6 separate regions of the Mus musculus genome follow, and regions 1, 2, 3, 4 and 5 are each linked to region 6. Evidence: chromatin contacts called from public promoter capture Hi-C data. All regions are on one chromosome and are shown on one strand. The core of a region is the stretch at or near the end of the contact, and the rest is flanking DNA. Distances in the headings are between cores, read along the strand shown. Region 1 holds the start of Srpx (sushi-repeat-containing protein). Region 2 overlaps Srpx (sushi-repeat-containing protein). Region 3 has its middle 110 kb from the start of Srpx. Region 4 overlaps Srpx (sushi-repeat-containing protein). Region 5 holds the start of Lancl3 (LanC lantibiotic synthetase component C-like 3 (bacterial)). Region 6 holds the start of Dynlt3 (dynein light chain Tctex-type 3).

The links. Promoter capture Hi-C pulls out the DNA fragments that hold promoters and counts their contacts.
Region 1: a promoter capture Hi-C map of second pharyngeal arch cranial neural crest shows a contact between it and region 6, with 3 times the contacts expected there. The contact joins the promoter of Srpx here to the promoter of Dynlt3 in region 6. A contact is called at or near these places in 3 of 39 promoter capture datasets (3T3-L1-derived adipocytes, cranial neural crest and second pharyngeal arch cranial neural crest) and 1 of 115 datasets of contacts at active chromatin or transcription factors (embryonic forebrain).
Region 2: a contact with region 6 is called in a promoter capture Hi-C map of the 3T3-L1 cell line, with 11 times the contacts expected there. The contact joins the enhancer-like site here to the promoter of Dynlt3 in region 6. A contact is called at or near these places in 12 of 39 promoter capture datasets (the 3T3-L1 cell line, 3T3-L1-derived adipocytes, the HPC-7 cell line and 6 more), 7 of 484 Hi-C or Micro-C datasets (the 3T3-L1 cell line, 3T3-L1-derived adipocytes, the HPC-7 cell line and 4 more), 2 of 115 datasets of contacts at active chromatin or transcription factors (astrocytes and embryonic forebrain) and 2 of 9 other capture datasets (adipose tissue and pancreatic islet).
Region 3: a contact with region 6 is called in a promoter capture Hi-C map of the 3T3-L1 cell line, with 4 times the contacts expected there. The contact joins the enhancer-like site here to the promoter of Dynlt3 in region 6. A contact is called at or near these places in 6 of 39 promoter capture datasets (the 3T3-L1 cell line, the HPC-7 cell line, hippocampal neurons and 2 more).
Region 4: a contact with region 6 is called in a promoter capture Hi-C map of second pharyngeal arch cranial neural crest, with 2.5 times the contacts expected there. The contact joins the enhancer-like site here to the promoter of Dynlt3 in region 6. A contact is called at or near these places in 9 of 39 promoter capture datasets (3T3-L1-derived adipocytes, the HPC-7 cell line, cranial neural crest and 4 more), 2 of 484 Hi-C or Micro-C datasets (3T3-L1-derived adipocytes and myocytes), 1 of 115 datasets of contacts at active chromatin or transcription factors (astrocytes) and 1 of 9 other capture datasets (adipose tissue).
Region 5: a promoter capture Hi-C map of hippocampal neurons shows a contact between it and region 6, with 2.3 times the contacts expected there. The contact joins the promoter of Lancl3 here to the promoter of Dynlt3 in region 6. A contact is called at or near these places in 11 of 39 promoter capture datasets (the 3T3-L1 cell line, the HPC-7 cell line, HPC-7-derived erythroid cells and 7 more), 1 of 484 Hi-C or Micro-C datasets (Sertoli cells), 1 of 115 datasets of contacts at active chromatin or transcription factors (forebrain) and 1 of 9 other capture datasets (liver).

What each region holds. Positions count from the first base shown.
Region 1 is chrX:10,115,963-10,119,138 of GRCm38.p6, reverse strand. It overlaps Srpx (sushi-repeat-containing protein), which reads left to right and starts at 1,499. Exons shown (of 10, transcript NM_016911.5): 1 at 1,499-1,695. The coding sequence starts at 1,599. It overlaps Gm33844 (a long non-coding RNA gene), which reads right to left and starts at 1,442. Exons shown (of 3, transcript XR_386890.4): 1 at 998-1,442; 2 at 190-278.
Region 2 is chrX:10,062,285-10,065,536 of GRCm38.p6, reverse strand. All of the region lies in intron 4 of Srpx (sushi-repeat-containing protein), which reads left to right. Among named protein-coding and RNA genes, the nearest start is that of Srpx, 54 kb to the left of the region's middle. Within about 2 kb of position 1,481, at least 5 of the 459 cell types and tissues checked have an H3K27ac peak or open chromatin away from gene starts, as enhancers often do.
Region 3 is chrX:10,004,468-10,007,400 of GRCm38.p6, reverse strand. No RefSeq gene overlaps it. Among named protein-coding and RNA genes, the nearest start is that of Srpx, 110 kb to the left of the region's middle. Within about 2 kb of position 1,265, at least 9 of the 459 cell types and tissues checked have an H3K27ac peak or open chromatin away from gene starts, as enhancers often do.
Region 4 is chrX:10,079,195-10,082,396 of GRCm38.p6, reverse strand. The region is part of intron 1 of Srpx (sushi-repeat-containing protein); the gene reads left to right. Among named protein-coding and RNA genes, the nearest start is that of Srpx, 37 kb to the left of the region's middle. Within about 2 kb of position 1,791, at least 4 of the 459 cell types and tissues checked have an H3K27ac peak or open chromatin away from gene starts, as enhancers often do. A contact at or near this core is called in second pharyngeal arch cranial neural crest, where this site is marked.
Region 5 is chrX:9,198,662-9,202,058 of GRCm38.p6, reverse strand. Lancl3 (LanC lantibiotic synthetase component C-like 3 (bacterial)) reads right to left here and starts at 2,086. Exons shown (of 5, transcript NM_173414.3): 1 at 1,257-2,086. The coding sequence starts at 1,829.
Region 6 is chrX:9,661,632-9,664,873 of GRCm38.p6, reverse strand. Dynlt3 (dynein light chain Tctex-type 3) reads left to right here and starts at 1,891. Exons shown (of 5, transcript NM_025975.5): 1 at 1,891-2,005. The coding sequence starts at 1,976.

The DNA of each region.
Region 1 (3,176 bases), core at 250-2,749, 450 kb before region 6:
GTCCTCCCTATACCTGATCCATCCTGTTCCCACTCCCCCAGCGAGACTCCTCTCCTGTCTATTCTATTTGCCCTTCACAGTGAGATTCATGCACTCCCCTTTAAGCCCTTCTTGTTACTTAGCTTCTCTGGGTCTGCTAATTGTAACATGGTTATTTGTGGTTAATATAACTTATAAGTGAGTACCTACCGTGCTTGTCTTTTGGAATCAGGGTTACCTCACTCAGGGTGATCTTTTCTAGTCCTTTCTCATGAAGCTCCTTTGGAGTCCTGGCCAGTCTGTGATAAAATCAACAATTATTCTCTGAAGAGTCTAATCTGAGGGAGGCCACAGAAGGGTCCAGCCTTCCCCATATTTCACAACTGGAGGAGTTAGAAAAAAGTTTTCTCAAATGCCGAAAAGGGTTATATGGTAGCCCAAGTTTGGGGGTTTAGTTAAAAATGGGAAAGGCCTGTTTGAATAAATGACTTAAAAATCTTCTGGCTCTCAATGATCTTGGCCTACGCAAGGGACCACTGTGGCAAGGAGAAAGATCTAGCTCTGCAGTGGATATGATTCCTGTCTAGTCGTCTAGCCGTGGGACTCTGTGAATCCAATGGTAACTGCCTGGATTTTGTCTTCCCCAAATACCTCCAAGAAACCAGATCCATCCTGGGGGCAGCCTAGAAACCTTATCCTGATGCCAGAATGTAGCCATGCCAACCCATAGGGTGGAGGCTCTGGGCTGGTCCTGCTGTTCTTAGGACGGTGGAGAACAACCCAGGAGATGGATAGATCTGGCTGCTGGGAACTACCGCTGAATCTGCGAGGCTGTGGGTAGGCAGAGAACTTCCTGTCTCTTGTGTTCCCCATCACCTGGCCCTTAAATCCCATTCTACACTGCAGCACAGCATGGAATGCATAAGGCCTAGCCTTTGGTAAAAGAGAAACAAACAAACAAACAAACAAACAAACAACAACAACAAAATCTGTAGAATGGGCCTTGGCGCTGGTGTACCTTGCTTCCAATCCAGGGTCTGTCCAAATCAAGTTCCTGACTGACTGTTTAAACTCCGGGCATAGTCTTGAGTGTCAAGCTGGTGAATGGGGCCATGGCATCCAGCTTCAGTGGGAAATCTCAACTCCTAGGTCGCCTGTTTTTCTATGTGACACACAAGTGCTTCTGTCTCCAGCACGCACGCAGGGATTCGTTCCAAGGTCCCAGGACCTCTGCAGTCACTAGTTTGTGTCTTGGTGTTGGGGGCAGGGGGTGCAAAAGGAGCAAAGGATACTTTTGGATGTAATAGGTTTCTAGGGCCTCTAGCTGGAGACCTCCGAGGGGGAACGGCCCCGGTTTCCAGAAAGAAGGGGTGGCACAAAAAAGAGGGGGTGGGCAAATGATGGGGCGGGGAGCCCTGAACCACTCTGCGTTCCAGGGAGGAGGAGGAAGGAGGGCAGGCCCTGACTAGAGGGAGGGAAAGAAGGAATCCACCAAGGAGGAGTTTTCCAGCCTGGCTTTAGAGGCTCTGTCTCACTACACAGCCCCTCGGTCTCTTGGCCTCCTCCAGCCCCTTAAGTGAGCTGTGCAGCCTGCCCTGCGGGGGAAGCGCCGGCTCACCATGGGGAGCCCGGGACTTCGGCCCGAGCTGCTGCTGCCTCAAGTACTGCCGCTGTTGCTGGCGCTGCTGCACGTCCTGCCGAGCCAGGGCTTCCCAGGTAGGAGCTAGGGATTGGGGTGTGTTTCCCCAGTTAGTCATCTAGGAACCTCAGAAGTGTCTGCCGAACCCCCTGCCCTGCAACAGCAGGAGATGGGGGGGGTCTCCCTTTGTTTACTCTGAACTCGTCTTTCGCAGTCCCAGGAAGCGGGTCTGAAAGAGGAGTGTGGCTCCCGATTAGGTACAAGAAACTGAGTTCTCTCTTGCAGCGCTTGGAGCCGGAGCCTGAGCACCTTCTGCTCCTAGGGCTCCAAGGTTTAAACCAAACCCTCTTGGCATAGAAGGCTATGAAGAGAAAGTTTGGCCACGGGCTCTTTTGCTTCTTTCTCACCACACTGCATAGCTTCTTTTGCTCCCCACCCCAACCCCTCACAGGGTTTTGATGGCTGTCAGTGCTCTAGGCCTGACAGTTTATTTTGGGTAGAAGCTCCAAATCTTGGCCCCACTCTGGAGCTGAGGAGCTCCGAAACTCTTGTGGACTTTACTAGCCTAGCCGAAGAGCCTTCGTGCATCCTCTTGTCCAGTCTGCTCCCTGCTCCCTCCTGCTCCCACCCCATCCCCCGAACTGCGCCAAACTCTGGGATTCCGAGAAAGTTTGTTTCTCTAAGGGAGAAGTGCCAGCTGAGAGTGGTGACATGTGGCATGCACTTGGTTAGCACCAGGGAAAGCAGGAAAGGCACAGGATTGTGTTGGAGGGCGTGGTCTCCAACAGCTAAGGGGACCCTGGTATTTACTGGGTTTTCACAGCACAGGGAAAATTCTCTTTGGAAGTGCTTGTTTAAAAATATCTAGTTAACATCCTCACAATGAAATCTCAGGCTTACAGAAGGTGTCAGAGGGGCAGGGCTATTTGTTATGGACCCCTGTGGCCTTGGAATGAAGAGTCAATCTATGCAGGCCCCTTTAGTTGTCTGTTTCTAGAAAGGTGGGCCATGCATTGTAAAGTATGTGAATAATGGTCTTCGTGTTAGACATCACTACGAACAGTTTAAATCGGGGGCTTGAGAAGAAACCCCCAGGAAGGGAGCTGGGTAGATGTAGGTAGGGTGGCTTTTGGTCTTTGAATGTTCCAAATGAGTGGATGGATGGATGGATGGATGGATGGATGGATGACATGTGAGTTACAAGACAGGAGCATTCTTTGTGTTTTGTGCTGATGCTTACAGGTTTGAAGTTTCGTAGGAACTAATTAGGGGCAAAGTGCAGAGGGGGCTTTACCTTAGTTGCTAGAGAAATGTCATTTTATGAGGCTGATGTCTCCACTCACTCCCTTGGCAATAATTGTGTTAAAGGGAGCTTAGAGGGGATCTAAATGAAAGAATCTCAACCTCTGGTTGAGCCTGTCCTAGGGAGGCTCCCCTTTTTCGTTTGCTATCCTCCCCCCTCCTGCTCTCTCCTCCCTGCTCCTTTCTCTCCATCTCTACCCTTATATAGTATAGCTGCCAAGCCTCAGACACCCACAGAATCCTAGATTTGCCAGCT
Region 2 (3,252 bases), core at 232-2,731, 400 kb before region 6:
TTGAAGATATAACCAATACCCTGCCTTAACAGTTATAGCCTATATCATAGCTTAATCCATTTGAAAATAATGAACCCAATTTATTTATTTATTTATTTATTTATATTTTTTATTATCAGGACAAAAATCATTTTAAGTTTTTCAAGGGTAAGGAAGTGTACCAGAGGGACTTGGTTACAAAAGCATAGGAATAGTGAGAGAGATGCTTCAGCAATTGAGAGTGTATGTGTGTGCACTGTTCTTGCAGTACACTTGAATTTAGTTCCCAGCACCCAAGTTGGTAGGCTTGGCTGCCTGTAACTCTGCTCCAGGGTGATCTGATGTCCTTTTTTGTCCTCTTATGGAAACCACATACACATGGCACATACATACTTAACACACACACAAATAAAAAATAATTTAAAAACTCAAAGTAAAAGTACAGGAAAAAATGAAAGAGTAAAATCACAACTGTATTCTGTATCAGTTTTTCATTACTGTGATAAAATACTTGACTTTGACAACTCCCAGGAAGATCTATTTTGGCTTATGGTTTCTTTCAGTTCACCATGCCTGGGAGGGTAGAGCAGATCACCTCATGGTGTCCAGGAAGGCATCTAGGAAAGTCTCAGAGAGATCAGAGTGAGGGAGAGAAAGAGGAAGATAAGATTTTCTTAGATTTCTTCTTTTTCAAGTTTTATTCCATTTAGGCTCCAGAGTATGGGATGAGGCCATCTATATTTTTAGGGTATCTCTTTCCCATAGTTAATCACCATCAGAAATACCCACATAGGCATAAGCAGTGGAATGTCTCATCAACTCCCTAGTCAATTATCAAATTAATGGATTTGGCTGCCAAGATTGACCATTGCAATGTTATTATTGACAACTATTTACAGGCAGAATCCACTATTGAGTACAGGATAGAAGAGCAACAGTGATATGGTAGAGTCGGCCACAGCTTTTCACACTCTAATGATTTAACATTATGATGGATGAGAAGGAAGAGCTCAGGAAATATTCATTTATGGTCCTTATAGAAATACAGTGGCTTCTACTGCCTTTCTGCCCTGTTTCTCATGTCAGTGAGACCAGTGTAGCACCCAGCTGACGAAGAAATATATACAATATGGTATTAAGATATAGTCCTGACCCTATGGCAAACTGAGTGCCAGCAAAATGGCAGAATCATCTTTCTCTGATTATGCAGGGTCTCCTGAATCCTATTGTACTTGTCCTGAGAACCCTTGCTCAGTGAGGAAAGATAGAGTGTGCTGAGGGGGTGAGATCTAGACATGCCCATTACTAAGTGGATGTGTTGAGAGAAGGGCACCTCACAGATGCTGCCTCTGGTATCTCCCTGTGCTTTGCTGTATGCAAATTAGCTCTTGAAAACAAACCAGAAGAAACCAATCAAATCTCAGTTCCCTTGTATTAGAAGGAACAGAGATTATGGTGCTGGAGAAGAGAAGCCCAAAACTCTTTCTGCTAAGCAAGCTTTGGCAGGGCACTTGAGGGACATACTGTTCAGATTTCCAGATTGTGCACAACAATGGAAAGAAAATGCTGATTGTTCTCAAAAAGCAGCAAGCATGTCTAAAGCCAGACCAGATGGCCCTGGAACTTACCCAGAGGGAGAGGGAAGAAAGTTAGAAATGAACCACAATTTCATGCAATTTATCTTCCCATTTGCTGAGACAAGGTTCAAATATATGGGAGGAACGGAAATTGGGCACACAACAAGGTGAGAATGGAAAGGGGGCTCAGGTACCCATGAGTTTAGAGCTCCATGCTAAATGACAAGAACAGACAAAGTAAGTTGACAATGTGATTTTGGTGACAGACAAGCTGGAGTTTGTCCCCAGTGAATTTTACTCCAAAGCTATCATTTACTCCTTTGGCTTTATTAATAAGTTTGCTTGTGTGCTGGCAAGAACAAGGCTTCCTTGAGCATAAGTTAGAGGCTCGCCTATTTTCGGAGCTGACACATGGTGCTTGAGTTGTTCCCAGGTTTCCACACAACCTTAAACAGCACATTTTGGCCAGAACTGTGCTGAGTGCTGAGAAAGCTAACTGAGTTCCCTTCCAAATGGGGAAGGAATAAGGAGAATGGGCTTTCTTTGACTCTGAGATGTTCAGTTCTGAGGTCTGGCTAATTTGTAAGTGCCACAAGTCAAGCTAATTCTCTTACTCAGACTAAAGTCAAATTCAGCTATTTAAGAAGTGGGGAGAATCAGATGGGAGGAAGGAAGGCATAGTGTAAGCTGCAATGGGGTGAAGAACTTAAGAAGACCTTCCCCACACTGACTGGAGCTAGCATTGTGTGTAAGACATTTTAATTTCTATCAAATTTCATTAATTTGGTTCTACAGAACAATGGACAGTAGGAATGAACACAGATCTTAAGTTAAAGACTACATTTTAAGTAGACACACCTTTCCGCTAGGAACCAAAATATTTTCCTACTCCAAAACAGGAAGAAAAAATTTAAAGACAGTTTTAAAAGCATGTATGAAGAAAAATTAGCAAATGCCTTTTGGCATGAAGAGAGTACCTATTTTCTTTAACAAAGGACAAAGTATGAACCAAATTGGTTGTTGAAATCCCTCTCTTTTTAAAAAATATTTCCTCCAGAGTAAATAGTCAGGGATTCACCAACACAAGTTAAATCCATGAATAAAAAAAATATTTGAAAGAGCAGATATGGAAATTTATGGCAGACATTTTGCTGTCTGATGTCTTGGTTTAACCAGTGACTGATGGGGATTTTTGTTGGGCTACGATTCATTTTTTTTTCATTGCTACAAATACTAGCACAGCTAAGAATAAATGCACCAGTGCATTGTTACAGATGATCTTATATAAATTTTCTCCGGGCTTGCAAATACACACTCCATTAGGAATCTAATTTCAGTTTTAAAACCATTTGGTTTATGGAAATTCTGGTCACATTTCTGCCTCTCATGATTTACCACTATAACTGAACAGTTAAACTTTCAGTGGCCGACTCTAATATAAATGGCGTTGTGGTTGGGAATCTTTAGTTGTGGTGCTTGCTCATTGCTTTCCCTTCTTGTTTCTTTTGTTGTTTCTGGAAAGTTCCTTGAAGGCATGTAGTGCCAAAGAAATGGAGCCATTTCCCAGAGCGGTCCACAGGGATTGTCCTCTGGCTGGAGAAAGGAAAACAATTGGGCAAGTTTTCAAAGAGAAGTTTTGTTCTGTCTGTGGCAGTCAGGCACTCCATGTAGCCCCAAGAGACCGATGGCTCTGGTC
Region 3 (2,933 bases), core at 16-2,515, 340 kb before region 6:
CTCTTCTGATTGCTACATACACAATCCTTTATTTGCTTAGTATGGCTAGTATGACTTGGATAAAATTAAGTGCTTTGATTGGTTTAAATATAAGGCTACATTTACTTGAGAGGTTTGGTTTTAACTGGTGCAAAACATTCTTTAGATTGGTCCAAACACAAACCTTCATTTGAATAAGATGCTTATATCATCAGTAAAAAATTAAAAATTTTAATGAAATAGTTATATATAATGTTTCTGTTTTTGTTATAACATCTAGGAGTCCTGTGATCTCTTTTGTTAGGTTTCAGAAACAAGGCAAAAATAAAATTTAGGATCCCTAGTTGTCCATTTTAAGAATCTTTGTATATGTTTATATATATATATATATATATATATATATATATTCTTCCCTATTCTCTGCTGTAGTCCTAGCGATCTGGGATGGAATTTCATAGGCTGCCAGCTTTTTCCTTTGCCTCCCGTTTGTTCCTTTGTTGTGATGTCCTCTCACCTTCTTTCACTCACTGTCAGCAATGAAATCCTAAGGCCAGATGTGATTTCATGACCATGTTGTCTTCACTGACGTTGGTGTTTAGAACTAGGGAAACAATTCCCACTCTTGGTTGCTCTTACCATTAAATAAAGATCTTGAATACTGACAAAAAAAAAATAAGAGACGAGCAGTGTTGATTCTGATTTTTCTGGTCCATTACAACACATAAATTGATAACATCATAGGTCCCACTGACTGCTAATAACTCATTGATCATTCATTCATCAGGCATGTATTACAAGCCAGTATAGTTCACTGATCCCAAGGTACATATTTCTTTTCTGGTTTTAACATCTCTGAAGTAACAGAATCTTCAAAATAACATCATTTTCAGTCAAGGTTCTGGTGGAAAACACAACAGACTCAAATGGGAATTAGGGAAAGTATCACAAAAGTAGTATTTTGTAATGGTGTGGGCATGGGGAAAAAGAACTCAATAAAGTTTGAGGCATTCAAATTTGACAGCAACAAGAAATATCTATCCTAGGCTTGAACAGTGTGTGACTATGGGAACCTAGAAAGAACTGTATGTATAAATTTAGTTGAAGTCACAAGTCCTTTCTCTTCCTGTCCTCTGAGCTCTTGCTGTTGGCTGAAACTGTTCCAAACTAACCAAAACCCGAGTGTAAAAAAAAAGGAGCAGAGCAGAATGCCTGGAGAGTTTTAGAGTCCATCAAATGTTTGTGGCTTCTACCACAGGCTAGCCATCTGTTCTTGTTTATGTTTTAGTTGGGACACAGCCACACACATTCTTTCACATATTGTTTATGGCCATTTCAATACTAGAAGAGCAGAGAGGAGTCATTGTGACCAAGACCATATGACTCATAAAGCTCAATTTATCATTTTTTACTTTAAGAAAATGTTTTGTCCCATGACCACTGTCAGGGTAGGTCAATATGAAGTCTAAAACCTTAGCTACCACCCTTTCTCACTGTACAGTAGAGCCAGGAAACAAAACAGCTGGAAGAAAAAGCTAATTAGTGTAATATTTATTAGTGTAATATTTACTATGAAGAAAACATTATAGAAATAAGTCAAGGACATTTCTTTAGTGGACAACTAGGTTTAAAAGTAAGAGGAGACAGTTACAGCTCTAGATCATAGTTCCTTCACCCATGCCTTTTGGCATTCTGAGAGACAACATCACACACACACACACACACACACACACACACACACACACACACACACACTTTAAATCATATACTACATCATGAAGCTATTTCTTCATCCTCTCTAAATGTTCCGTATTAGCTGATTCTGCAACTGAACTTTAGACATCAAACCAACTATTTTGAAATGATTGATGAGAATTGGTAAAACTAATCAATTTCACTGCATGAACCCAGAGGTGCACATTCTTCACTGTGAAATAAGTTCCTTGGCCAGAAGTATGTAAGGTGTTCTTTGAGTTTAAGTATGTAGTACATTCACATAATAGGGAAAATAACATGTCTCCACTTTCTAACCTTAGGGCTATATCACCCATTTTATTTTTGTTAAGGCTTTGACTATTTTTATATACAGGTTGAATTTTCATTCATTAAGGGGAGGCCAAAGTGAATGCCAGTGCCATAGTCCAGATGTGGGAGACAAGTGAACTAAGAACAAAGTGAGGGGTGGAAGCAATAGCTCAGATCAGAGAATTGTCCTGCACCACTTTTCCCTTTCAAATGGAAACTACATGTTTATCTAGTCTATGTCAGCTCAGCAAATGCCCATGTCTTCAAAGACAAAGAAGTGTAAAAACAGGGAGGCGAGACAGCACATAATCAATCTTCAAGACATACAATCTTATCTCCCAGAGCTCAGAAGAATGTGAAGACAACATGGTAGAGATATTGGGAAAGTGAATTTAATGAGCAATACATCACACTTTGCATCAGGTGCAGGATGGCATACAGCTTTAGTCTCCCATAAATATTCCATTCAGAAGCTTAGAAGCTAACATGTTAAACATTTACATATTGTTACTAATTTTGTACTAAACATGTTTGGGTAAGAAAACAGGAACTTTGTAGCCAACAACAAAATAGCCAAATGAATGAAGACTTTTTATCATCTCTTGAGATTAAAACATTGATTTCTCAGTGTTCTATACTTTTATTGCCATATACTTAAAAACAAATACACACGTACACACACACACACATCACTGAAAATTTTGTGAAGAGGACTAATATCATATTAGGTGCACTTACTACAGAAAACACTGAAGTATCACACACAAAAGACAAGAAAGGGCCTTAAATGCCTATTGCTAAGCAAAAGCAGCAAGTCTGTAACGAATCTTCATTATGTTTCTGTATTTATCAAAAGAAGCAGTATAAAGTATCACCTTAAGTCAAAAATAATGTCCAAATATTGTATCATCAATTCTAAAGTAAATGTGCTC
Region 4 (3,202 bases), core at 542-3,041, 420 kb before region 6:
TGTTCTGAAGCTAACCAAATACCTTTCCCCCTAATCAGCAGAGAGTTGCCTGAATCTTTGAATTGTAACAAACTCTCTATAGACTGTTTTTACACACACACACATATATATATATATATATATATATATTCATACCTGTGATAAGTTTTTAATTTATAAATTCTGCAAAGAGATTGACAATTTTAGAATTGAATAATCACAAGTATAATGTTATGAAAATAATTACCACTATATTATAAGTTAAGAAAATACAGTCTCTTGTAAACACACATTTAATATGGTGTTCCTCCTTCTAGTGAGATGTGAGCCAATCCAGTACCTATAAGGTGAGATGAAGTACCTATAAGGTGAGATGAAGTGAGACTAATAATTATTAGTCTTATGATTATTATGATTATTATGATTAGACTAATGATTATTAGACTTATGCGATAGTTTGGCTTTTGCACTTGGAGATAGGGCAGGTGTTAAGATTTTATCAATAGGAGATTTGAGTCTATTATAGATCACAACAACTTCAGCATACGAGCTTTTCCCTTTTCTACCTTGGGAATTTTGACTTTCTTTTAACTCAGAGAAAAACCTTACATCTTCTCTCTGGCATATTGGAGTTGCCAGCTCCCGTGCTTTGGAACCATCATTAAGCAAAATAAGGTTACATGAACACAGATACTATGATACCATAACCATTGATCTTAAAGCAAATAGCTCCCAAATGATGAATGGGTGAACATTATAAACAACTTGCATACTCTGGATAAAGGTGATTTAGGTCCCAGGTCAGAACATGTTATTTCATCCTGCTATTTGGGATGATATGAATTTAAAGCCTGTGAGTTAAATATACCTGGAATTTTCCATTTAATTTTATTGAACTTCAGTTATGCATGGCTGACGAACTACAGAAGGTAAAATGTTCATCTCCTTCTGTGTTCATAATGATCATGTTTACAGTGCCCAGTATTCACACGAGGCTATTGCTTACTAGATCCTGTAGTTACAGGTCCTTTCCTATTGCTGTAGAATGTGTCACTGGACATCAGTAGTCTAGAAAAAAAATCAATCTGATCAAATGTAGATACATACTTCTTTTGCTTTCTTTCCTTTCTTTTTCTTTTTGTTTGGGTGGTTGGTTCTTGACACATGGTCTCACTGCATTGTCTAGGCTGGCCTTGAACTTATGGATACTGTCTTTTCTCAGCCTCCCAGATGCTTGAATTAGAGAAGTCACAATGCCCAGCATTTTCTTGCTTTAAATGTGTTTTCTCTCTTATCCCACACTAAAAAGAGCCCAGTATTAAGGAGGTACCACATATTTCTTTACAGAATATTAGCATGGGATGTGGTAAGGAATGCTATAAAAGCAGGACTCCTAATTTTTTTTGTCACAGTGCCTTATTAAAATCTACTTGATGCTATCATATTTTCTTCCAGGAAAGTGAGTTCATATAGTAAAAATGAGTTCAGGTTGATTATGGAGTAGGTGACAGCACTCAGGTGAGGCATCCATAGTGAGTGCTGTCCACTTTCTCAGTGACATTAGTATAAAACCGAGGATGTGACTTTTAACGAAATATATTGATATATTATAAATAGATCAATAAATAACTAGTAAATTATATTTAGAATAAAGGTCACAAGGGGGAAAATTCCTGACAAAATATTAAGAATTCAGAACTAAGTACAAAGTCACTAAAAATCAAAACAAAAGCAACAAACAAAGCCAACCTGATCCTTGTGGCTGGTGGTGTATCACAGAAGCAATACATCTGGTTCCCATTATGTATCATGTTGAATGAATAGTTCATTTAGGCAACTGGCTAGGGTTTTTCATTGGTCTCAAATCTCTCTCTACTCCCCGCCGGATGCTAAGGAAAGTTATGGCATGAGGAAAGGAACACTATAGTTCTCTTCCAAATTCTAGATCCTTAATGAAATCTCAATAGAAATAATGCACAGTACTTTGAGGCCTCGGTGATTTTATCAATGTAGGGATTCCAAGTGAAAGGGAGAGAGCCCAGGAAAACCCTTCTTTGAGCAGTGGTGAAGTTGTGAGTGGCTACTTTAAAAACATCTTTTGAATTAGAGTTTCCTGCAAGGGGAGCAGAATTACAAATGGAATTGGCTTTAGGTTTAGCTAAGGGACTGAGTCATCCATGCCTTAGAATTCCCAATTTCTGAGCCAATGTAGCATTAGCCTTTGTGTGGAAGAAGCATTCTTTTCAAAGAGGGGTAATCCAAACCATATGCAGGCTGAGGGGATTATGTCACATTTACCCTCAAGTAAGAGATTTCTAAAGGGATCACCTTTTATAGAGAGACCTTATAAGAAAAGCCCCCTTTTTCTTTGCCCCCTGCCTGCTTTTTCCACCGCTTCTTATTCTGTGGAAAACTTTTAGCTAATATGTATGATTCTTCTTTGCTTCACAAAGCCCAGCATCCTGAGCACATTGAGTCTTGTCGTTTACTTTATTGTCTCCCTTGGGATGTCTATTTTTGTAAACAAGTTATCAGGTGTTTTATAGGGGTTGATCTATATATTCAGGTTGAATATAAATAGAAAATGTTCTTAGAGTAGCAACTAATACCCATTTATTTTCTTTGAGCCAGTTTTTGAAATTAATAACTGATAGGATGCCTCCATTCACGTTTATATCAGCTTGGATGTATTCAACTTCAAGCAACAAGCACTACTCTGCACAGTAGCTTAAACTGAAAGGACATTTATTGTTGATAAAGGAAGCACAGAGGTAAGTGGAATCTAAAGGTTATTTAGTTGCTAAATGAGATCATCAGAGACCCCAGGGTTATTTTTAAATTCATTCATTCTACCATCCTCAGCTGAAATAACCAATCCTAAGAATTTGAACCTCATGCTAACGAAATGGATCGGAATCACTATACATATACAATACCCTCCAAAGCATGAAAGGAGAAAAAGAGAAGAGTCTTGTCCTTCTGAATGTGTGTCTGTTCTCTTTGGGAACAATGTTACAGTATGATCCTCCATAAACAGAAGTATGTTAATCTGCTTAATACTAGTTTCCATGGCTATTGCTAAAGCAATTATTGGAAAGGGCAATCTGCTTGAACATGGAGCCACGATTTCCTCCCCATAGCAAGAGAAGCTTAGAGCTAACCCATCCTCTGACCTGTTGTTAAGCAATGACTAGCTGGATCTTCAGTGCCAGCCTCTAACTCC
Region 5 (3,397 bases), core at 837-3,336, 460 kb after region 6:
TGAATCAACTTCACCTGCTGTAAATTAAAAAAAAAAATCAAGTCTGTTCGTGCACTGTTTATCTCAGCTAATTATACATTTAAGGCGCTTCATATGCCTTTTTCTTTTTTTCTTCAAATGTCTTTTTCACTATATCAAGCCAAGTTAAATGTGTCACTTCCTCCCTAGAACACTGCATTTGTTCCAGTAGATTATGAATGAAAGTGCTTCTCTTTCAGTTCTAGTTACTATGATGCTTCATAGCTTTATTTATTTATATTTTAATTCCCTCAACGCCACGGATTTTCCTAATATTGGCATCCTATATCCAAAGGCAATTCTGAAAAAAAAAAAAACATTGTGTGTGTGTGTGTGTGTGGAGAGAGAGAGAGAGATTAAACTGTCTTGAAGGAGCCCCTGAAAAAGCTATTCATCTAAAGCTGCCTGTCACAAGGGCTGTGACCAAAGGGTCAAGCTAAGTACTGATATTAAGATGGGTTTAAAAAACGCATTTGATCAAACTGAGTATATTTTTGTCTACACTTAGTTATTTTAAAAGACCACACTCGCATCAGATACACATGTATTATGAGTCACAGGGTGAATGTAATAGTAAATAATACAGTATACACATCAGACCTATACACAGCCAGCTTACTATTGGTTACAGGCCCAGGAGTCCAAAAGCAACTTTCCTGCACATCACTCCCTACAAGTTTCATTACTTTTTAAAGACTCTAATGTTCAAGGGCATTCTTGCTAGCACTGTTCAACAGAAAGAAAATAACTACCCTCCCCCCTTGTTTTTAAACACTCACTTTTAAGGGCCACAAGGTCAACCCCTAAAAAGCTATGGGGCGAAGAGGGATCTGGAGTGATGCCACAAACTTCACTGCAAAAAACAAAACAAAACAACACAAAACAGGAGTAAGGCAATGCCAGGTAATCCAACAAAAGGGGGGGGGGGAAGAGAGAAAAAGAAAGGGAGAGGGGGGAGGGAGAGAAGGAGAGAAGGAGGGAGGGAGGGAGGGAGGAAGGAAGGGAGAGGGAGAGAGAGAGAGAGAGAGAGAGAGAGAGAGAGAGAGAGAGAGAGAGAGAGAGAGAAAACACGGGCTGGGGGGGGGGGGGACAAGCACAGCGCACAAAGAAGTAACAAAGAAGTAACAAAGAGTGCAGGGCGGTGCTGCAGGCGTCGAGGAGTCCAGGCAAGCAGGACCCCGCGGGCGCGGGCGCGGGCAGCGGGCGAGCGCCCTCCGGCGGCCGGGATTGCGTCTTACCTCCTGGGCGAGCTTCTGCTTGAGCACGAGCGCGGCGCACAGGTAGCCGGCGCGACCCACGAACAGCTCGTCGGAGCCACAGTCCAGGAAGGAGACCGGCGCGCAGACGGCGCACAGAGCCCGGAACTTGCCGAGGGGCTGCACGTAGTCGGGGCGGCCCAGGGCGTGGTAGACCAGCGTGGCCACCGCATACACGCCCGCGCCCCCGAGCAGAAAGGCAGCACGGGTGTCCGCGTCCGTCTCGCCCCACTCCTCGGCGCGGAGGCACGCGTCGATGAGGCGCTTGGCGAAGCGCAGGTAGCGCTCCCGGGCGGCGGCGAAGAGCGGGCTCTGGGAGACGTGGTAGAGCATGTAGGCCACCCCGGCCACGCCGCTGTACAGACCCCCCTGGCAGCTGCTGCCCGCGCCTGTCGCCCCCCGAGCCTCAGCGCCGCCCCCCAGCGGGGGCAGCTCCTGAAGAATGCGTTCGATGGTGGAGGTGACCAAGGGCGCCACTGCCTCCTCGCACTGGCCCGCCAGCAGGCTGCCCTGGTAGTCATCGAAGCGGTTGGCGAAGCAGCGCTTGGTGTCCATGCTGTCGCCCGCGGGGTCCCGAATGTCGAGCTGGGCACCTTTGGAGGGCGCGCCCTGAAGCCCGGAGCAGTACCTCCTGCTCTCAGAGGCGCGCTCGCTCAGATGGCTGTGGATGAGGTGGTGGAGGATGGAGCGAGGAGGGTGAGACGGGAGGTGACAAGACGAGGCAGGCGCAAGGAGGGATCACGGAGCCAGTGGCCAAGTGGGACAACGAGCTGCCGCGAGGCTCCGGGGTGGCCCGAGGCAGAGCTAGGAATGCGTGTCACACGTTCCCCTCCCAGAGGCCGCGCCCTCTCCAAACCGCCCCCTCTTGCGCTGCCGCAGCTCTGAGGCTCTCCAAGGGGCCGAGGTGATCTCCTCAGGCAGGACCCACGCGGGGCCGCGCCACTCCTCCCGCTCCGCCCTCGGCTCCTCCCCTCCCTGCAGAAGGCCTGGGACGTGCAGGGCACGGATCAGGAATGCTGAGGCTGGCCGTTAGCACACCTGGCAGCAGAGGTGATGACTTCCAGTCCCCTGTGTCCTCAGAGTCTTTGCCTCAGTTCGGTGCCAGCAGCACCTGGAAGCGGCATTAAAAGAAAAAGAAAAAAGACCAACGCAGCACCGGGTGTTTCGTCTCAGACTTAACTGAATAGAAAGTCAGAGTATATACCAAGAGCCCTAGGTTATAAGCATCTTCAGTTAAGTTTGTGACGCCTCTGAACTAGACTAAAGTCCCAGATAATTGACAACTGGGCATCATCTTTCAAGCTCGGTCACAGTGGCGTTTTCATTCAAAGTGTCTCAGTATCAAGAGCAGCAGCACTGTGTGTGTGTGGAGGGGGGGGGGGGTAGCATGCTTTATGTTTTTAAAGGAAGAAGAAGTTCTTGGTGTTTGTCGCCTACTCTATTATTTTGCTTGGCGTACACAGGAATTAAAAACCCAAAGAACCACACTACATTTTGGAAGAGAGTGGCAACTCCCCTACCTCCACCTACCCCTGCTCTCTTCTTTCACTGATCCCTCATGGAATTAGAAAGAGACTAATAGACATCTTTAGATCATTAGCTAGTTAGTACACGGATAAAGCTGTCCCTCCTGTTTATCCTTCACAGAGATTATTCCCATTCTGCTCTCCTTTGTGCTTTGAAACTTAATAAGACAGTAACTACACAAGTTCCCAGACTGCTTAAGGTTCCACCTGAGTGGAAAAGACAGAAAACAAAACACATATGCTACTTTTCTTTCTTATGTTTAGGTCTTTTAAAATAATTCTTCCTTCCAAAAAGTATTGACTATTGAAGGCTGAAGAGGTATTTGTATTTTGAGAAACTGAAAACACAAGTGTAAGTTGTTCATAGGAAAGTTTTTGGCACTCTGTACAGAAAACTACTTCACTTGTTTTAAAGATCACTGCTGTTGGGAGCATATTTGCCACGAAAGTGTCAATGATTGCAATGTATGAAATAAATCATAATGATCCATTTTCAATCTGAGGTGTGTTTAGAGCTCATTAGAGAATCACGATTTAGCAGGAGGAACTAGGCCCCTGTCCATCTTAGTTGGCAGCTGGTGCTAGATGCTCTCTGTT
Region 6 (3,242 bases), core at 642-3,141:
TAAATAAAGTTAAGGATGGGTTCTATAAACATGAACACACATGTAAGTAAGCTTACATTATGTTTTCCTATAGTTTCCTGAAACACACAAACATATAGTTTAAATAAAGTTATGCTACACTTAGCTCATAATCCTCCCTCGATTGCCACAGACTATGCAGCCAAACACCCCAGTGAAGGCCAGAGATCAATATTGGTGTCTTCCTCAATTGCTCTCATGAGACTGGCAATCACCATTTATGTTAGACTGGCTGACTAGCAAGCTTCAGGGATCCTACTATCTCTGGTTCCTCACCACTGAGACTATATATTAAGCCATATCCCCATCCACTATCTACTTTTTGATAGAATTCACTATTTGCAATAAAGGTAAAACACTAACTATAGGTTTTTTTTCCGGTCTGTTCTGTAAAAGGGAAAAATCATATGGGTAAGACATGACAAATTGTGCCTGAGGAAAAGACTCCTGGAGACTAGACAGATATTGCTGATGTGATGAAGACAATACCGTCTAAAGACAGAAAGCACACATACCCTAAAAAGGTTTTGAGCAACTAAATCAATCAGGAATATAAATTGACTCTCACATTCCTGGTTATAAAACAAAACATAAACATCATTATTTCAGTTCCTCCTACTTGGGTCTTTTGTTACTTGTAGCCAAAGGAACATATTAATAAAATTACAATGATTTAAAGTAAATTCTCAAAACTATTTGGTATTTTTCCAGTTGAAAGATCATTGAAGTTTGCGTATGGAATGTATGGAGTGTTTCCTTGAATGTATGTGCATCATATGTGCTTAGAGCCTGAAGAGGCCAGAAAAAGGGGTTGGGCCCCCTTGAACCAGAGATACAGACAGCCTATAGGCAATACATGGGTACTGAGTACCAAACCTAGGTCCTCTGCAAGAGTAGTGAGTGCTAACTTCTTAGCCATCTCCCCAGCCCCAATCACTTTGCTTTTTGCAATGACCCATAATAGAAGAGCCAGTACTGCAAAAATCACAGTATCAAGGTTGATTCAATAGTCACAAATTGAGAGTGGTGAATTGGGGGACCTGAGGATTTAGTTACTGTCTATATAGGCTTCAAGTTACTTCATGTCTCTTAATTCCTGTTCTACTTTTAAAGTAATAGAAAGGGATTAGAAAACTAAGGAACCTTCTGACTTTGATAGTGGGGAACAAAATAGAAGTCATTGTGTTGGGCTGAATATCCCCACCACCATCACCAGACATATCCACATTTGAATCCCAGTACACGGCAATGCCCTACCTTGCATGGCAAAAAACATTTTGTACATGTGGTTAGAGCTAATACAGGAGAGGTGGTGGTGGCTTTGAAGCTGTAGGAATATAGGTAGTTACTACAAGTTGAAGAGGGACATCAACTTTAGGAGTTGTGTGTACTGTATCTTATTTGATCCTTATAACGAGTCTCCAAATAGAGGGATTTATGTTATGGGAAAACTGAATCTTGTGTGTGTGTGTGTGGGGGGGGCGGGTGTATATTTTTCAAAGTCAGTAACTAGTACGGAGAGAAATCGAAGTTCCTTGCTCAGCTGCTACACTCGCTTGCTGGATAACTGTGGATGAACGAATTTTGTGCACATGGCCACTGCAGGAAGCCCAAAATCACCTGTGCTAGCTAACTTTCCCCATGGAAGCTCTTTGAGGTCTTAACGTGTGTCCCTTATTTTCAGAAGACTAGCCTGGTCTTAAGTGCACTTAAAACCTAGCAGGGGTACCCTTAGCCCCGCTAAAGGGCTCAACTCAAACAGAGCCCCTCCTCCCTGTCCTTTAACCCCGCCCTCCCTGCTCTTTTAACCCCGCCCTCCCTGCTGTTTGCGTCAGAAAAGCAGGGCCTGCGTAAACGCCCTGGGTCTGGAGTGGAGGCGGGGCCTCCCCAGAGGCCAGTGCGCAGCTGAGGACCTGGACAGAAGGCTTGCTCCGCCCCCAGGACTCAGAAAGCCACCATGGAGGGGTACCAACGGCCCTGCGATGAGGTACCGCCCCTCTGGCGCCAGGAAAAGCCCCTCAGCTCTCTCTGACTGGCTGTGGGGACACTGCGGGGTGGTCTCTTAGTTCTGGGAGAGTTAAGATGCAGCTTCTCTTTAGCCTGGGTCTGCTCCGTGCGGCCTGGATCCTTCTTGCCCTTAGGCTTCTCGCTCTCCCCGCCCCTCCCCCGCCCCTGAGATCCTTAGGGTGGGCAGATCGTCGCTCTGGCCTTAGTGAGCAAAAGCGCTTGGGGGCAGTCGTCAGGGTCTGCAAGGGCCGAGAGGTTGTAGGGAAGGCCAGAATTTGGGTTACATAGGCAGGCAGGCGTGGGCGAGCCCCGCCCGTTTGCGATCAGGGCCTGGGAAACCCGTCTTCTCTCTGCTTCCTCCACCCCTTTGGGCCTCCTTGTGCTGGTGCTGCAAGGTGGCTCTAGTCCCGGGAATTCTTCCCAGGAAAGGCTAGAGGAAGTGCTTTATGGATTAAGAGCCCTTGCTCACTGATTCATGTTTCCCTAAGCCTCACCAGAACTCCATGATGTCGGTTAGTTTCCTGTTACAGAAGGTAACCGACTTTTCATGGCGACAAAGTGATAGGCCCCAAGTGAAAAGAATGACAGGTGTTCCATTTGAACCCAGGTCTCTGGCTTCATACTTAAGCCCTTATTTCAAGGAATTTGAGGATGAGGGCTGTTGAATTGTTGCACAGCCTGTAAGAGTTTGCAAGGACAGCGTAGACAGAGATGTTCTGCACCTCCTAGCAAAGGTGCAATGGGATCTATTTTGCACTACTTCCTAAATACATGTAATTTCAAAAGAAATTGGAGTGAAGACATAGTCCTAGTGTGCTTGGCTAGCACAGGAGACGCCCTGAGCCCAGAAGAGACAGAGATGCGTCCATAGTATTAGGCGACTTTCCAAACTGTGGTGAAATGTGTATCTTTTATTTCTTAGGCCAATTTTTGGATGGGATTTTGAAGTAAAAATGATATTTTATCACAGGCCCAAACTATGAGACCTTTTTTCATAATGCCTCCAACAATTTAGATTTTCGTTCCTTTTTTTTTTTTTAGGAGAATGGTGGGAAATTGTATAGAATAATTAATAGAATTAAAATATGGAAATCTATACTTAAAGCATAACTCAGGAGTTGACTTGTTTCAAGTAGTTTGAAGTTCCCTAGTGGTTTTTAAAGCACAGAAGTGCTGTGCTGCTTTCCCAGTGCACTCAGCATACCTCCCTGGAAGTC